2 separate regions of the Mus musculus genome follow, and region 2 is linked to region 1. The links are chromatin contacts, called in public Hi-C maps. All regions are on one chromosome and are shown on one strand. Each heading gives the region's core, a stretch centred on a gene start, on an enhancer-like site or on the middle of the called end of the contact. The rest is flanking DNA. Distances are from core to core; before and after follow the strand shown. Region 1 overlaps Slc8a1 (solute carrier family 8 (sodium/calcium exchanger), member 1). Region 2 overlaps Slc8a1 (solute carrier family 8 (sodium/calcium exchanger), member 1).

Region 1 (2,698 bases), core at 86-2,585:
GTTTCCTGAATGAAGGTCTGACAGTGTGTTGATATGTAAGCCTTTCCGACACTTTATTTCTTGATCTGAACTTTTAGTGAGCTGTTATGTTAATGAATCTTCTTTCCATACCTCTAGTTTCTTAGATGGTTCTCTTCTTTTTGTTATTCACATCTGGGTAGCAGCGAGAGGTCATCTTTGGAAAATTTTCTAGTGCTGTTCTTGGTGTTCTTGAGCACAGAGAATTTCTACTTTACAGTAAACCAGAACCCCAAACCTCTACCCTAGGCATACATTAAACTAAATAGAAGATTAACTCACTTCACTCATTATGGCTCCTGAAAACATTACCTTGAATACTATAACCAAAATCTTGATACATAATTCTAATTTCAGCTACTTATATAATATAATTGATAAGCTTATCTAGATTTTTCTATATGGCCAAAGAACTAGGGTTAAAAGGTGAAAAATAGCATTAAGTTACCACGTGATAAACTTGGATTGTGTTCAAGGCCAACATTTCTGTGTTCTGAAATAAAATTATAATTAATATTGTACAGTTTGGAAAACACATTGTGGGAAGGTGTGTCTTTGCATCCAGGCCTCCAAGACCAATCTTAATTAATTAATTAATTAATTAGTCAATCTCAGTAAGGTACTGAAGAGACAAAAAAAAAAAAATCTTCAGAATGCCAGGGGAAGCTGCAGCTAACCTGCAGATCTTTTTAATGCCAGCATGTCATTAATGCAGGTTTCAATTAAGAGCCACTTTGGATCTAAGTTTCAATTATCAATATTGCTTCCCTCTGCTGCTGATTAGAAGACCAGAGTCGGTTGGCTTACATGAAAACAACGCATCTCCTGTCACTGGCTGTGCTTTGCTGAGATAAGCTCATTACAAATTGTGTGTAATTACCACATTGTGAACGAGGGAATGGCAATAAATTAGGTAATCAAAACAGCGTTTTCAAATAAGCTGTAAGCAGCTTAAAAAAATAAAAAAAAAAAAAGAGAGCATTTCTGAATGACAAATTTGGCATGACCAGGTAGGTTAAAATTACCATTGTACATTATTATCTGTCGGATTTTATGTATTTAGAGCCAAGAGGAAGCCCGCCCTCGCAGACCTTCACCTATGTGCTTTCCCGATTGTGGATGATTGCATTTATCTAAGGAACTGCACGCCATGTAAAGAATGAAAACATGCTTCGGGGAGGGAAAACTAATTAACTTCCTCGCACAGAGGTTGGTAGGCCCTAGCTCGTGTACTTTTAATTTCAATAGGACACCCCTGTCCTTGGATGAAAAATGCTGACTGGCGTGTTCTGGGACTCTTAGCTCACCCTAAGGCCGCTGAGCAGAGAGCCCTGGCTGTGTGCCCAGCTCCTGTGGCAAGGAGTCACCATGAGTGCTTCTTTCAACTTACGCTGAAGTCTTAACAGAGAGAGCACCACGTGCTACGGTATCACAGGAAATAGGGCTTTCCCTATGAAACCTCATACATCGAATCTCATTTCCATTTGCAACGCTTGACTGGCCCTTCCCCCACCCCCATCATATAATCCCTATAGCCACAGAAGATCTCCCTGGAGCAGTTAAGGAGGGCAGGGTGCATGTTTGCCTCTTATAACTTGGGGGTGCCCAAGGGTGCTCCCCTTTTGGCAGGAATGAGACAAAGGGCTATGCTGTGGAGGACCTTCAGGGATGTGTGGATGCAAAAAGGAGGAACAATAAATAACAAGAGAAAGGAAAAAGCAAAGCGAAGAAGCTCCCCCCCCTTTTTTTTCCCAGGGAACTGAAACCCAACAACCAGCTGAAGCACGGAGCAGGCGGGGCATTGGTTCATCCCGTCTGCGCACAGAGAAGGCGATGTGTATGGTTCAGCACAGGGTTCTTGGAAGACATTTCAAAATATTGGGAACGTTTTCCGTAGCCCCTCAAAACCCCGTAAGAGTTCAATGAGGGGTATTACGCATTTTCTCTTGCAATCAACGTTGGAAAATAATTGCAAAGAAATAGAAATTTGACTGATGTCTGAACACATCCTAATTTTTCCTACAAGGATACTGTCTGATACGTAAGAAAAAAAAAATCCCATATTCAAAAAGGCCTCAACCACAATCATTACAAGGTTATATTTTTAGCTTCTTCCTATCATGATTAGCCTCTTCAACAGAGTAAAGTTCTGCTAAAGTAATTTAATGTATGGACACTGTGTTCAAATTTTAAAGTTTGAAACTTGTCATAAAGAAATCAAATCACCATCTTAATTAGCTTTCTGAGGTCATGACGTATGTCTTAATTATATGAGATCACTTGAAAAATGTCATGTAGTGGCAATAGAAGTTGGACAAAAAAAAAAAAAAAAAGCCTGATATATCTTATGCCAAAAGTTATAAAGGGATTTTATTGAATTATCACAGCAAAATTATTTTTCTTGTTTGAATATATCTTCTTGGGGCTTTTTGTTGTTTTGTATTTATTAACTTTAATCTCAGGCAACTGAGCCCATTTTTTTTTCTAAGCTCATCTCACAGTGTGAAGCTCTGGCCTAAGAAGGAGAGTAGTGGCCAAGCAGTTTATATACTCAGCCTTGAAGAAAAGGGAGAAAAAGGCAAGTTAATGGAAGTGAAGGAAAACAGAGCTAGATGAAGGGGAAGAACAGAGAGCTAAGAAGAAAACCCAGAGAGAAGGAAGATGGTAAAGACAAGGTGGG
Region 2 (2,698 bases), core at 109-2,608, 230 kb after region 1:
GATAAGAGCCAGGAAAATATGTCCCAAAGACTCATAAATGAGATCCTGTGTTAATATCTTCTCATATATTTTATATAACATACCCAATTCAATAGCAGTTGCGTGAATCCTTATTAAGAAGTTGTTACAACTTGACCTAGTATTATTAAATATCTACACTGTTTTTTCTATAATATAATTAAGATGCATTTTGCATAGGAAACATTGTGGGCTATCAAGTGTTTCATGACCTATGACATAAACAAACATTTATTAAGGCTTTTCTGGACACCATCCTATTAGAGATTCATTTCTTATCACTTGGAACTTACCCTTTCATATCTGAGAACTAAAACATTGTAGATGGTTACACATGTTTGTCCCAAGGTATCCTTGACATTGTACTGTTTATAGAGAACAGCAGAAGAAAACCTACCCCTCTCTCCAGCTCTCCACTTAAGTTGAGTCTAGTTCACTTTGTTCTATAACAATCTGTCTCCATGCTGAGCTGCCTTTTAAAAAATGCTTCCTTCAGACTGCTTTGTGAAGCTTAACTTTCCCATAGCTTTGGAGAAGAAAAGTGGGAATTTAGACACAGCAGAAGGAAACAGGTTAGTTTTGACTCAAAAGAGGGGAACCAGCAGCTATCTGCAGGTGCTTCTTTAAAAGTAAATAAACCCCCCAACTCTCACTACTGCGATGTCTATTAGGACTCCAGGGAGAGGCGACCAAGGAAAGAAGCCTTTTGGAGTATCTGCTGATCTAGACCAGTTTTCCCACTGCTGTCCAGAGCTTAGCTCATGCCCAAGCACCTTTTCAAGGTCCAATAAGTAAATTGTTAATGGAGAGATAACACCATCTTAATCTCCTATAGGCCTTTATGGAAAAAAAAAGATTCAGCTAGTCCCAGGGAAAGAGAGTTTAGAAAATAATGACAAGTGAGGTTAAAAGGTTTAAGGGCAGCTGACTGCATATCTCCTGCTAAGTTTAGCATTAACTTTTAGAAAGGAATGAGCATTCACATAAAAGTACTTCTTTTAGAAACAACAGCAGTTAAAGGGTGGAAAAACCAGGAAGCTGAAGGTCTTTGTTATTGGTGTGTGACCTGCAATATGATAGAGTGTCTGTCCAGCCTTCCTGGCTACCACAAGGGGGACACCTTTAGTGGGCAAAATGAAAGAAAGAGAAGCCTTTTTAGTTCATAATCCACCTCCCACCAATATGCTGCAAGAGCTGGGGAGGGAAGGTGGGAGGGAGGGTAAAATCCTAAGGAAGTGCCATGGGGTGGAGTTTTGGACATTCAAGTCCCTTAATACTATCTCAGGACTGAGTCTCAGCCTCTGATTTCATTGGTGTGAAAACAGATGTTCTGGAAAGGAGACTGCAAGGCTGGTTCCCAAGATCACTATTTGTGGTTGTTTTTCCGACAAGTGGAATGAGCCTGTTCCCTTTTAACAGACAAAAGGGAAGTCACATATGACAAAGCACTTTTGCTTAAAAACAGCCTCTGTGTGTGTGTGTGTGTGTGTGTGTGTGTGTGTGTGTGTGTGTGTGTGTATCTGTATCTGCATTTATGTTCTAAAGTAATATAACAAAAACAGGTGAGAGAGGAAAAGAAGAAGAAAAAAGCTGAGTTGCTTTGAGCTAATAATCTAATTCATAATTTGGTATGTCCTACCCTAAAATATCTCTTGTTGAAGGTTCACCCGAGGTCTTTCCTTGTACCACCAAACTAATTATTATTATTATTATTATTATTATTATTATTATTATTAATTTTATTGTCAGATTTCTTCAAATCATGCTTGCGTTGTAGGAGTTTTAAGTCACCAGATATCTACTCATGGTGATATTTTAGTAAGAGTCAAGAAAGTTATAAAATGCTTTGGGACTGATCTGTCTGCCTTTTGTGGGTTTCTACATAGCTATTAAAGATGATGAGCCTGCCAGGAAGGATAATATATTGGGTTTGGAAGCCAATCACACAAAGTAATTATTGTGGTTACACTAATATGCTATGATACTAACTGCTGTTTGTGGACTGAGAGAAAGAGCACTGGTTATAGAGTAGGCATTATCTCAGGCAAGTGTTGCATGGGCCTCTGGAAGGTAATGGAGTCAGTTTGCCATGGACAGGAAATTTGGACTCAGAGAACTGATCAAGCCTGTGCAAGTTGACACATTGTCGGTAATCTATAAGAGAATCATGATTGCAGTGTTTCCTCTCTGTCCATGTTCCCTGTCTATACAACCAGGAAATAAGCCACCTCAGGTGTTCTGTACCTGAAGAGATGGCATGAGCCTTGTAAATCAAAACAGTAAATGCCTCTGCTTTAAAGTGAGCACGCCACATAGAGTAGGTAGAGAATGGGAAACTGAGTCCTCCAAGAGCACTGCAGAAGCACAGGACTGTTCTCTTCCCAGGATTCTGTCTATGCCTTATCACCAACATAAAGGTTTTTTCCTCCCTTTTCTAACATCAGCCTCTGAAGATACCAGAGCAGCTTCTATTTCTTACACCTGAGTACCAATACTGTGGCATACTGAATGGTTGGGAATCTGGGAATCAAGAAAGATATAAAATGATTTGCAACTGATCCATCTGTCTCCAGTGGGTGCCTACAGAGCTATTGAAGATGGTGGGCCTGCAAGAATAGATAATATGTTGGGTTTACTTTTGGACTGAGGACACTTTGTTTGGAGAGTACTGGGCAGGGAG

The links. Hi-C and Micro-C count contacts between places; a contact is called where the count stands out from the background.
Region 2: a Hi-C map of bone marrow-derived macrophages shows a contact between it and region 1, with 2.2 times the contacts expected there. The contact joins two enhancer-like sites. A contact is called at or near these places in 4 of 484 Hi-C or Micro-C datasets (bone marrow-derived macrophages, conventional dendritic cells and macrophages) and 1 of 115 datasets of contacts at active chromatin or transcription factors (microglia).

What each region holds. Positions count from the first base shown.
Region 1 is chr17:81,479,161-81,481,858 of GRCm38.p6, forward strand. All of the region lies in intron 2 of Slc8a1 (solute carrier family 8 (sodium/calcium exchanger), member 1), which reads right to left. Among named protein-coding and RNA genes, the nearest start is that of Gm33944, 200 kb to the left of the region's middle. Within about 2 kb of position 1,336, at least 94 of the 459 cell types and tissues checked have an H3K27ac peak or open chromatin away from gene starts, as enhancers often do. A contact at or near this core is called in bone marrow-derived macrophages and microglia, where this site is marked.
Region 2 is chr17:81,711,228-81,713,925 of GRCm38.p6, forward strand. The region is part of intron 1 of Slc8a1 (solute carrier family 8 (sodium/calcium exchanger), member 1); the gene reads right to left. Among named protein-coding and RNA genes, the nearest start is that of Slc8a1, 26 kb to the right of the region's middle. Within about 2 kb of position 1,359, at least 58 of the 459 cell types and tissues checked have an H3K27ac peak or open chromatin away from gene starts, as enhancers often do. A contact at or near this core is called in bone marrow-derived macrophages and microglia, where this site is marked.